2 separate regions of the Sus scrofa genome follow, and region 2 is linked to region 1. The links are chromatin contacts, called in public Hi-C maps. All regions are on one chromosome and are shown on one strand. The core of a region is the stretch at or near the end of the contact, and the rest is flanking DNA. Distances in the headings are between cores, read along the strand shown.

Region 1 (6,248 bases), core at 1,030-3,529:
GGCTGTCTGTGGCTGCTTCCTTACACTGCCCTCTAACCGAGTCCCCTAGGAGGCCCTGGAAGCTGGGAGAGCCCTGCGTTGCTCTGTAGAGGCCAGATATCTAGAAGTTTCAGGGAACAAGGCATATGGGATTGGGCACATTCCTCAGGACACGAACAGAGCAGGGTGGGGGGTGGTCTCCAAGTTGGTCTGGACACTCTGAACAGGAAGCCTGGGTCAACTGCCTAAGCTCAGAGCAGACTCTGGGCCAGATGATGAGACAGACTTGAGTGGAAGAGAGCAACCCACCACCATAAGGCAGTTCTGCACTTGGCCCCCTCGCCCAGAAGACTCACTCCCTCTACTCGTCTCTGCCCTTGGATTTCATTCTACAGGAGTCCTGACACTCTAGGGCCAATACCAAAGGCCTCTCTCTATACCAACTTTGAAACAAGCTGCCAGAGGTACTGCCCCTTTGGACACCCCCGACCTCCCCCAGCACCCTCTGGCAACGACCTCCCTTATCCCCTACTTCACCTGTCTCAGTTCTTAGGGGGAAACATGATGAACGTGCCAGGTTGAGCTTTTGGGCCCCACCCTCCCACCTGGCCAGGTGCTGGGGTGGGGGGGGCTTCATACTGGCGGGCTGAATCAACCACATGGCAGGCTGGGCCGTTCTGGCGGGAGAGGCTCCAACATGGGGAGGAGAGGCAACTCGGTTCCCCCCACCTCCACTAAGAGGCAGTCTGGACTGGACTTCCCAATCCCACAAGGGCTCTGCCACTCTCAGCCCCACATTTGAGTTGGCAGCATATGGAGGCATTTTTTTTGCGGGGCTGAGGAGCGAAGGATAACAGCGGGTAATTTCTAAGACGGACAGATTTCTTCTGTCGCCCCCCAACCATTCCTCGACCCTCCCAACTTCAGATCTCTTACGATCCCCCAAACCAAAGTTTTCTAGAAGCGAACTCCGCCTCCATCTATCCCTTTCTGAGCAGAGATCCTTCTTAACCATTTAATCTAGAAGAGGAGAGTTTGAGCTAGGGGCAACCATCAGTGAAGGTTTAAACTGGGGGTCTTTAAGGGGGTCCCTGAAGGGGATGGCTGTGGCGCCGGGGCGGCGGGGGAGGGAAGGAGTAACACGACTGGCCCCAACCCAGGCTGCGCGCCCGAAACCGCTGGGAGTATGGGGGCTGGGGGCGGAACTAAGCACGCGGAGCCGGGGGCCGGGAAGTGACCGGCGCCCTCGGATCCCCACGCCGCGCACACGCCACTACGCGCGGACGCCGTCTGCCCAGGTGTTCCCAGCCGCCGCCAACCCCCCACCCCCAGCCATTATATAACCGGCGGGTGGGCTCGGAGGTGCTCGGGAAAGAGTCAGGGACTCGGACATCCCCCGCCCCCACCCGACCCCCCCTGCTCTGCGCGGAGCGCTCGTGCCCTCCCGGGTGTTATGCAACCCGAGCCTGGAGGTGGCTAGGAGGCGGCGGGCCGCGCTGCTCACCCGGGCCGGCCAGTGTGGGTAGCCCTTCATCTTGGCGAACACCAGGTCCCCGCATTTATACTCCTTCTGCCGGTTGGATCGCGACATGGCGGGGCTCCGGGCGCCCCGGGCTCCGCGCCGGGCCGGGAAGCGCGAGCCCAAGTTTGCGCGTGCGGCGGTGGCGGCGCCGCTCCGCTCCGGCCCTCGCGCGGCCCCCGCCTCGATGGTGGCCCCCGGCCCGAGCTCCGGCGCGGCCACGGCGTCTCCGCCCGCGCGCCGCACGGACGGGGCGGGCGCGGATCAGGGGCAAAGCTCCGGCGCGGTGGGTGCACGCTCGTGCAGTTGTTTGTGTTTGAAATTCAATTGCTCCCTCTTCTGCGCGAGGCCTCTTCCTCCACCCCCCGCCCGGTCCCCACTCCTCCTCCTCCTCCCTCCTCCCTTTCCCACTCCTCCTCCTCCCCCCTCCGCGCTCCCTCCCGCGGCGGTTTGATGCGTGCAGCTTCTTGACGCCCCGTGCCTGCCCCAACCCGACGCCCAACCTGGAGCCGCCTGGCGGCGCGTGGCGACACAGGCGTAAGGAGCCGATCGCCGAGCAAGCCGAGCAGGCTTTGTGTGCCCGCTGTCGGTGGGTGCCCGCCAGCCCGGGAGGAGCTGGCGCCCGGCTGGACGGAGCGGCCTGGCGCCCCTCCCCCGGCCCCACGGGGCGCTCCCAACAGCGGCTTCAGCGCAGTGGAGTGTCGACATCTAGGCGTAGTGTCTCCCTGCCCACGGCTCCATCCCTGTCCACGAATGTTTGCTCGGCACTTGCGGTGCTTGGCAGAGTGCTGGGCGCAGCGGCGAGAGCTGGGCACCGCGCCCCTGAGCGCACAGAGGTTTGCCCTGGACCTCGACGTGCTTACAATTTGTGGGGTCACCGAAACGTCGGGGATTGCTCCGACACTACGGCCTTTGTGGAATTTGGTAGCCAGGAGGTGTCCGAGGGGTTGTGGCACAAAGTGACCGCGATCCATGTGCATTAGATAGGTCTCGGCTTTCTGTGCTATTTCCTGGCAGAAGAGATCTGGGTTTTACCACTAGCCACGGGCCCAAATATGAACTCTTTTCTTTTGGGAAGAGACAGTGTAAATCCCAAACCATTGGTAAAACATCACTACCTCTCTTGGAGGGTAAGAGTCCGGGGAAGAATCTGGGAAGGCTTCACAAAGGTGATGACTTTGAGTTGGGCCTTAGAGGACAAATGTAATGTTGCCAGATTCCAGAGACCACATTTTAGCCTAGGTTATATGTTAAGAATTGATAGAGCCAAAAGTTGAACTCAGGTCTCTTAAGCCAGACAAGACTTTGCTGTAATTACATCTTTGATTTGCTGTCACTGTGTTGGTTTTGGATTTGCTGAAATTCCAGACACCTATGATCTCTTAGAAATGAGATAGTTATTTAGATCTTACCTTATACCATGTTTAGATCCTTAAAATTTTGCAACAAAATATTCTAGGTTCAAAGAGAGAAAACAAGCTTTTTTTCTTTCCCCATGAGTTTCCTGATCCTGCTTCAAAGCATATGCAGAATCTCCCTGCAGAAGTGCAGGATGAGGCCAAAAGGCCCAGGTACACATTCTGCCCAGCTATTCACCAATCATAAGAACTTACACTACCCTCTGAACTTCTCCCTGAGCCTCAATTTCCTCAACTGTGAGGCAGGATCACACTGCTCCCTGCCAACATCACGGGCATGGAATGGCTGCTTATCATTAGCCGAGGCCTGAAATTGCTCCCTACAGCCTTCCTATCTGTTGTCCTTATGGTCATGACAATGCATTTCACATGTTTTGCCTTTATAATAATGTGGTCTCTCAGCATAATTCTGCCTTGTGATAGGAATCCCTCTGGTCCTATACCCAGGCCCTCCAGGCCCCAGGCTGCTGGCACAGCAGGGCACTCTGCACGGTCCTCATGCATGCCCTTAGCCCCAGACTTGTCGAGTTATTTCAATAGCAAATCCAAACTTGTTGCAACAGAGCAGCTAGATCCCAGTTGGTGTTTACTCTACCATGCATTCCAGTTTGAAATGCAGTCAGTGTAATAGTCCAGATTCTGTCAGGCTAGTACTTTTCTTTGTTCTTATTGTTAGGAGAGAATCTTGTCACAAGGTCTTAGAGATGTTTCAGTAAATCCAGTGTCACCACTGGTTTCCTTTTAGTGTCCAGGCTAGTATTATAAATATGCTGTTTCAGTGCAACAAACATGTTTTTAAACTATTTTCCAATTTAGCACATCCCAAATTAGTGAAAACCAAAGAGTCCTATCCATTTCTCCACTTTGTTGCATGGAGATGGCAGTAAGGGCTTCTTAAATTTTTTTTTTTCTTTGCAACAAATCTCTTGGGCCTGTCACTCAGGTCACCATGCAGATGCTGGTTGCAATAAAACAACCAGGGTTCCCTTTGTTGCAGTAATCTCCCAGGCCTTGGTTGCAATTTAATATCCAAGTTCTCCTTACAATAACATCATCAACCTCACAGCTGCCCCTAACAACCAAGCCAAGAGCCACAGAGGGTCAGTTACACGGGGCAGGCATAAGCCTGCTTCCCCTGGGATTCAGGTCTAACTTAGTGCTTTGTAGCCTTTAATGTGCAAATGAATCACCTGGGGATACTCTTTAAAAGCAGATTCTAATTTAGTAGGTTTGGGGGTCCCTGCATTTTTTTGTTGTTGTTTTTTTGTTTTTGGGTTTTTTTTTTTTTTTTTTTTTTTTGTCTTTTTAGGGCCACACCCATAGCATATGTAGGTTCCCAGGCTAGGGGTTGAACCGGAGCTGCAGCTGCCGGCCTACACCACAGCCACCGCAATGCAGGATCCAAGCTGTGTCCTCGATCTCCACCACAGCTCAGCGCAACACCGGATCCTTAACCCACTGAGTGGGCCTCTTAACCCACTGGGGCCAGGGATCAAACCCAGTCCTCATGGTTACTAATCTGGTTCATTACCATTGAGCCCCAACGGGAGTTCCAGTCCCTGTATTTTTATTTCATTGCCCAAGGTGCTGCTGCTGCTGCTTCGGACCTCCATTTAATTGGTAAGGTCTAAAGCACCCCGTCCTGGGGCCCCCAGACTGCTAGCCCAGCTTGGAACCAGTTCTCAGATGTCTCAGTGAGATGATTCCTTTGATGCTGGTGTTTGATTCTACTTTTGTGTGGGAGGGAGGTCAGGACAGAATTCAGTGGGCCTGGGGCCCCAGAGTGGAGGCTTGTGGGTACAGATCTGCCTCTAAGGTTCTGAAGCCAGTCTGGAGGAGCAACAGCAGGGAAGATGGTGGTGGACTCATCTCTGTTCATGTCAAGAAGGAGGAATTGACACAGCAGCAGGGGGATGGAGTTCAGTGCACTGGAGGCAGCGGCAGTGTGGTCCAATGGAAACAATCTGTGTTTGCATGTCAAGGGACCTGGGTTTGAAACTTGCTTTTAGCAAATGGCTTAACTGAAATCTTTCTTTTTTGTTTTTGTTTTTGTTTTGGTCTTTTTAGGGCTGTGGCATATGGAGGTTCCCAGGTTAGGGGTCGAAACTGAGCTGTAGCCGCTGGCCTATGCCACAGCCACAGCCATAGCAACATAGGATCCGAGCTGCGTCTGCAACCTACACAGCAGGTCATGGCAACGCCAGATCCCACTGAGTGAGGCCAAGGATCGAACCTGCGTCCTCATGGATGCTAGTCAGATTTGTTTCCATTGAGCCACAATGGCAACTCCTAGAATTTCTAAACAAAATTTTCTTCCTCTGCAAAAATGCTAATCCAGGAGTCCCCGTCGTGGCTCAGCAGAAACAAATCCGACCAGGAACCATGAGGTGGGTTTAATCCCTGGTCTCGCTCAGTGGCTTGAGGATCCAGCATTGCTGTGAGCTGTGGTGTAGGTCACAGACGCGGCTCGGATCTGGCGTTGCTGTGGCTGTGGTGTAGGCCAGCAACTGCAGCTCCGATTCGACCCCTAGCCTGGGAACCTCCATATGCCGTGGGAGCAGCCCTAAAAAGACAAAAGACAAAAAAAAAAAAAAAAAAAAAAAAACTAATCCAAACAGCTACCCTTAGGTGGTTGTAAAGTGAAAAGGAGATCATCTGAGTGAAAACCTCACCTGCTCATTAGGTTCAAAGGAAATGTCAGTTTCCTTCCCTTTGACTCCTAAGAGAGTCTGAGGGGTTTGGCTCCAGCCCCCAGCCCTCAACACTGTGTGACCTACTCCCATTATTACTTCTTGGCCCCGGTTACCCCGTCTGGAAATGGAGGAGAGAAGGATGGGTACTCTAGAACAGTGGTTTTCAAAACTGCCTCTATTGCCCCCTCCCACTGGTGCCACCCAGAGTGAAAAAGCACCCATGCTTTTATGCACTTTACAAGGAGTTGGAGTAGTTAAGAATCAGAGATAACAGAGTTTAAGTACCTGCTCTACCACTGTGACATGCTGTATCACTTTAAGAAAACTACCTAACTGCCCCCAGTTTCAGTTTGCACGTCTGTAAAATGGGCGAGTTTCCGTTTCCATGTCTGTAAAAAGGGGTTGTGGAGTTTCCTGGCGCTTAGCGGGTTAAGGATCTGGCATTGTCACTACAGCAGCAGTGCTGTGGCAGAGGTTCTATCTCTGGCCCAGGAACTTCTGCATGCCTTGGGCTTGCCTCCCACTCCCCCCAAAAAAGGGGTGTTGGTGATGAAGGTGGAATGAATTAATGTATTTTAAAACGCTTTGAGCAGAGCCAGGAACATGGTAAGTGCTTGATAAAATCAGTTATCACTGTAT
Region 2 (6,248 bases), core at 1,735-4,234, 780 kb before region 1:
ATCCTTTAAACGTTTGTTAGTTTTTCCCTTCTCCCCTTTTTCAGCCACATCTGCAGCTTACAGAAGTTCCTGGGCCAGGGACTGAATCTGAGCTGCATCTGCGACCTATGCCACAGCTATGGCAATGCCAGATCCTTAACCCACTGTGCCACGGCAGGAACTCCTAAACATTTCTTCTTGAACCCTTGCTTCTAACTCTTCTTCAAAGATGAAGAGCCTAATAAGTCAATGATTTTCAAACTACAGGTCATATATGATCCACTAGTATTAGTGCGTTATGGATGAATTTAATGCGTTAGGACCAGCATTAAAATAAATAAGCAGAAATCTAAACTGAAAGAGGAAATACAAGTGCATACCACATGAAGTGAGGTAAATATAGTTTCATAATACTTTACATTCTTGTATATTAAAATGTACACATATATGCAAATATCTGTACAATTATATACACACATACATGCGTACTGGTTATAACAAATTTTTCTTCTTAGAGTTAGCAGCTAAAGTTTGAAACAAAATGCACTAAACTATAAACTCAATGAGAGCAGCACCACATGTTTTTGCTCACTACTGTACTCCCATGGCCTAATACAGTGCTCAAGAGATAAGAAGTATTTGCTGTTAAATCAGATAATATCATCAGAATAGCTGATGGGGGAGGAATCAACCGAGCAAAAAAAAGTAAGAGGGGTTCCTGCTGTGGCTCAGCAGGGTAAGAATCCAACTAGTATCCATGAGGATGCAGGTTCAATCCCTGGCCTTGCTCAATGGGTTAAGGATCTGGCGTTGCCCTGAGCTGTGGTGCAGGTCACAGATGAGGCTCAGATCTGGCGTTGCCGTGACACAGGCCAGCAGCTGCAGCTCGAATTCAACCCCTAGCCTGGGAACTTCCATATGCCAAGGGTGTAGCCCTAAAGAGACCAAAAAAAAAAAAGTCTTTTAGGGGACAAGTATATGAGTTTTACTTTAAAGAAAGGAAAAGATATTCTGGAGTTCTAAGTAAATTATCTTAAGCCCTAAATTAATTTTATTCCTAAAATTCCCACTGTAGTGTGAATTCCTGAACAATGTTCTAAATTTAACATAGTACATGAAAAATAAGAACTGTTTCTATTTTTCCCCAAGCCACAGAAGCATCTACTATATAAAATGGTAACAACCAAAGGTAGGTTGGCACAGAAAAATTATTGGCTTTATGAAAAAGAGCAGTAGAGTCCTGACCCAATGGGAAATCCTTCCTAGAGACTCAGGATCACAACAAAAGTGTCACATCCTGAAAATACAAGTGATATGGCAGAACTTCTGTGCCCTCCTCTACCCCCATCACCATTTTTCTTCTTCACTGGGAAATAACCCCTTAAAATCAAATCTGCTTCCTTATGGTCCAGGAATGACAGTAACATTCCTAAGGTCTATGGCGAATAGCAGCTAAAAAAAGAAAAAAAAAAAGGGCACAAGAAAATTAGTTTTTACTTACTAACAGTGGTTTACTAACAATAGAGCATTAAGATTATAGAAGACGTGAAGAAAGACCTTGCTGTGTAATGAACTTGAGGTATAAGGAAGTAAATGAAGGGCTTCTAGTGGAACAAGTCCAGGCTCTGCATGTCTGGGTTGTAAGAGTTCAGCAGGCTGGCTCTACTTGTTTTTCTGCTTCCTTTTGTGGAAGTTCAGACCAGCTGACTCATAGTTACAGAGTTAGTCTCAAATCAGACCCTTAAAGAAATGATAGCAAAAGCCTTCTGTTAAGTGGCCTTTAAACTTTTCCTTTAATCTGACGATACAGTAGAGCAACCATAAAAATAAAACAAAGTGTCCCAGTAATATTTAATAAAAAACAGACTAAGATGGCTTATGTACATATAAAGTTAAGCTAAGAAAAAAAAGTCATTTGCTTATCAACTGCCATGTTATTCTTGTTAAGTAAATCTAAACCAGACACCCAAAAGGCTCAAAATATAAATGGTCTAAAACTGTTTCAAAAACTGACACCAAGGCCTTTTTATGGGGTTTAGTGGAAAAACCTAAGTGACAGTCTGACTTACCAATGGTGGGGTCATGATCTTCTGGAAATCGGTGGCTGATGAACTGCATGGTCATGGCTTTAAAACAAGAAGCGAAAGTTAAAATAAATACAAAGATGACCAACAGAAAGAACTGCAAGTATCAATATTGCAGGACAGTCTCCTACTTGGTTTTCGGGGAGGGCATCTGTTGTGAGCATTTTTCATTCTTACTTCTTTAAAATGGAAAATGTCACCTACCGCTTTTCCCTACACCGCCAGCACCTAGCATCACTAGTTTGTATTCCCGTGACAGCCCTGCAGGGCTGTTACAGCTACCAACTGGGCGAGTTCCAGAATCCATTGTCCTCTTGGAGAATCCTGGGCTGCCCGGAGGAAAAGGCACCTGGAAAGAAAGAAAATATTTAATCCAGGATGGAGACCCCGTGACGACAGTCCTAGAGCCAGTGCCCTACCCCTGCTCCCTTTCTGGCGACCCTCAGGCAACACGTAGCCTCACCTTCCCTCCAGGGCAGCTCAGACCCATGACATATCATAGATTTTCTGAATTACTACTTTTTTTCAAAAAAGAATAAAAAGAGACAAAGAAATTTGGCATTTCTTTGCAGACTGGGACGCCGGCACAGCAGGAGGGAGCCCAGTGAGAAAGTGCAGTTTGGGACTTAGGCCTCAGGGTTTCCTCTCAAGCCCGCGGTACCCGGAGGTTCAGCCCCCTCTCCATTCCCCTCGGAGGCTGCTCTCCTCCCCCGGCAGCACCTCGCGCCGCCATCAAGCCCCCCACCCTTCCGCCTCACAAGCCAACCCCTCCGCTGCTCGTACCCGTCGGAAGGTTAAGGCCACTGCCGGGTCTGATCACCCACTTCGTCCTCGGTCCTCCTCATTCGCGGCGAGGATCTGGCACTGACCTGTGACCCCTCCCGCAGCTGGGGAAGATGGCGCCAGCAGCGCCCGCGTCTCAGCAGGAGGGGCGGGGCCGCCCTCGTGACGCAGGGGACTGGCCCCGCCTCCTCCGGGGAGGACCATCTCCTGCCAGGTCCTCAAACCCCGCTCATCGCTGAAGGCCCTGGGGGAGTGCCACACTCAGCGCCCCCCTCTGCCACAAAACTATTTACACCAAAGTCAAGCAAGGAGGATGTGATAAGGGGCACACTGGAGACTTCTACAATAACAACTTGCCCAGGACCATTTATGAGAAAAACAAATTTGGCCAAATGTAATGAGGAAATGGGCACCTGCCAACCCCCCCCCCAAACAGGACCAAGGTGTTATTGCTTAGTAACAAAAAAAAGCACCTGGCTTTGACTTTACAGCAATAAATTAAGACACTATCAATTCTGTTCACCTGTATTTAGGTGGGTAACACATAGAAGTACTAGAAGGAACTTTATATGGGCAAAATTTTCTGTTGCAACTTCTGCCCATCCTTCTTCCTTTCTAAGCATGTTTTTCCAAGAATACTTATATTTCCTGGAGTTCCCGTGGTGGCTCAGTGGGAATGAACCCAACTAGCACCCATAAGGACACAGGTTCGATCCTTGACTTTGCTCAGTGGGTTAAGGATCCAGAGTTGCCGCGAACTGTGGCTCAGATTCGGCACTGCTGTGGCTGTGGTGTAGGCCGGCAACTACAGCTCCGATTCACCCCCTAGCCTGGAAACTTCCATATGCAATGGGTGCAGCCCTAAAAAGCCAAAAAAAGAAAAAGAATACTTTCACTCAGTCCTTTTAACCACATTCAATAAAGGAGGGCAAGAAAATGAAAAGGAAAAACATCCACCATAACAATCCTTTACATTTCACTTGGACTTTGCAGGGTTTACTTTGAAAAGTCATAAAACACTTGGAACTAAAAGAAAAAAATTAAAAAAACAAAAAACAACAACTTGGAACTAAATGCAAACTCTTGGGTCCAGGTATGTATTTTTCTGATGGGGGTTATAGTATGCTGTGAGCAAAAAAGTTTATGAATTTTAGTGCATGGATACGTTGTGGAAGAAAGAACAGAGAAACCACAAGCAGAATATTTATACATTTATTTATAATGAAATTATGTTCTAAATATTTACAACATATAGGAAACCAGAGGATACATTTATACAAAGCCAGCCTGCAAAGTATTCAAATGTGCAAAAATGATAGTTCAATATCTCAAACTACTCCTGGTTCAGCAGACTAGCTCCTTCACTTTCACACATCAATATTTGATACAAAAAAAGTTCTTTTGGCAAAACCTGTAATGCCAAGAAAAAGGACAAGTCGCAATCTCAGTCACTAAGTCCACCATTCTATTGCGAGCAGTCAAATCTCTCTATTTTCGCTGCAACCAGTTCTGAGAGAGACAGACCACTGGGTTTCATTTCTGTGATGAGTTCTGACCAGCTTTTGATCAAGCAGTTTTCTCTGACCCACTTGAAGACAAGGAGCTTAGACGGGCAATAAAAACAGCAATGGCTCTCTGAGACGAGAGTGCCTGAAGGTGCCAGCTTTGGATCATCCCAAAGAAATAAAGAAAACCTTCAATTCCCCAGGATCCAGCTATATTCAACAGTTTTAAATTAGTAAAACCACGTTTTCCAAAACAAAGAATCCAAAAATGAAACAGGGACGCAGGGGTTCTTAGATCTAAGTACTGAAAAGAAAGGATGGTCTTAAAATCATTTCCCCACTAATAAATAGTAAGGCTTTGTTTGGAACCAGTTATTATCAAAATTGACCAAACAGTAGTAAAATACAAATAAAACTTGGTTTACGTCAGAATAAGGGCTATTCATTTGGAAAAGGCTGGACCAGGTCAAGTGTATATCGGAATGACCCTGTTGAACGAGCACATTTCACCAACTGTTAAAAAGCTTCTGAGACAAATCTGTGATTCTAAGTAAATTTTAACAGATGCTATGCCGCTGCAGATTTAAGGATGTTTTAAAAAGAATGGAACCCCTTTAAGAAAGGAGACACTCATCTCTGACTTCTTCAAAGGTCCAAGATGGTTCCTAGGACAGGCCCCAGAGTCTTGTTAAATCGAATGCATGCATTATTGCTAAAGAGTCACCAAGGCTCAAAACTCTTCCACTGTTGCCTATGGGGCCATCCAGAATGGCATCTGTTGTTTAGCTCGTGGTTGTGATGAAGGGTACTGATATCCCAAACTCCAGCCCTGTGGAAAACTACTTGCATTTTTATGACCGCCATGTTCCTCCTCTTCGTCAGAAGAATCTGCAGCATAAGCCACCAAACCAAATCCCTTCTCCGTAGTTTTCATCTTCTTGACTGGATAATCTAGAATAGAGAAAGACAACCCCAACCCCAACCCCCACCAAGAAGGAAAAAAAAAAAAAAAAGATAATACCACAAATTCGTTAATTTAAAAAAAAGATGTTAATTGTAATTGGTTAGTTGGACACCATTTTGAGGTCACAGGGTCAATGGTCACCCAAAAACGTTGAAGATCACACGAAAAACAGCACCAGCATCAGCAAATGTGAATCCACCAGAACCATGTAAGAAAACAGAGAAAGAAAAAAGAAACACAAAAAAAAAAAAGAAAAAAAAGAAAAAAGAAAAAAAAAAAGGAAAGTTAGCAAGTGAGTCTCTGGAGGCTGATATTTCACCTTTTAAAGAGTTAAAAGAAAAGAAGTTAAGAAAAGAAAAAAAAAAAGTATTTTCTTCTGTTCATTTTTATTACGACTACAGGCAAAGAACAAAAATGATCCCATTCATGGACCTCTCCAGGATTTAGCATTCTGGGATACCAAGAAGCAACACTTTAAAAAACAGCCACTTGGCTGACCATTCCCAACCTACAGAGCTATGAGGGGAGATGTGGCTCATATCCCCAAACAAAGAAAAATCAGTATTTAAGCCTGTATCAGATTACATCCAGTATTCAAACAACAAAAGCAACAAAATTTTGAAATGACCTACCAATCATTTAGTTTTTCTTAGGGTTTTAATGTCATTGATGCTATGTATAAAATATAAGTTGACTGACTCTTTTCTAGACACACGTCGGTTGAAAATAAAAGGCTGCGTAACTACATGCTGTCCTTATAAATAAAAAAAAAAAAGTATTCTCATTAGCCAGTAGATTACAGAGGTTGGATTAAGCACCTGAATGAGTCGCACCTGAATGAATCTCAGGTTAGAAAACTAACAGTTTAAGACCCGTCTTAGCCACTCCCTTGTTCCCCCAGCTACACCTTACTCACCATGGCTCCCTGTTAAA

Evidence for each region. Hi-C and Micro-C count contacts between places; a contact is called where the count stands out from the background.
Region 2: a Hi-C map of liver shows a contact between it and region 1, with 4 times the contacts expected there. The contact joins the promoter of RIT1 here to the promoter of HDGF in region 1. A contact is called at or near these places in 1 of 5 promoter capture datasets (liver) and 1 of 47 Hi-C or Micro-C datasets (liver).

Annotation. Positions count from the first base shown.
Region 1 is chr4:93,337,112-93,343,359 of Sscrofa11.1, reverse strand. It overlaps HDGF (hepatoma-derived growth factor), which reads right to left and starts at 2,279. Exons shown (of 6, transcript XM_013996955.2): 1 at 2,002-2,279.
Region 2 is chr4:94,114,457-94,120,704 of Sscrofa11.1, reverse strand. It overlaps RIT1 (Ras like without CAAX 1), which reads right to left and starts at 2,984. Exons shown (of 6, transcript NM_001077230.2): 1 at 2,847-2,984; 2 at 2,268-2,412; 3 at 2,049-2,105. The coding sequence starts at 2,370. It overlaps KIAA0907 (UPF0469 protein KIAA0907 homolog), which reads right to left. Exons shown (of 15, transcript XM_001928648.6): 14 at 6,232-6,248; 15 at 4,043-5,302. The coding sequence ends at 5,103.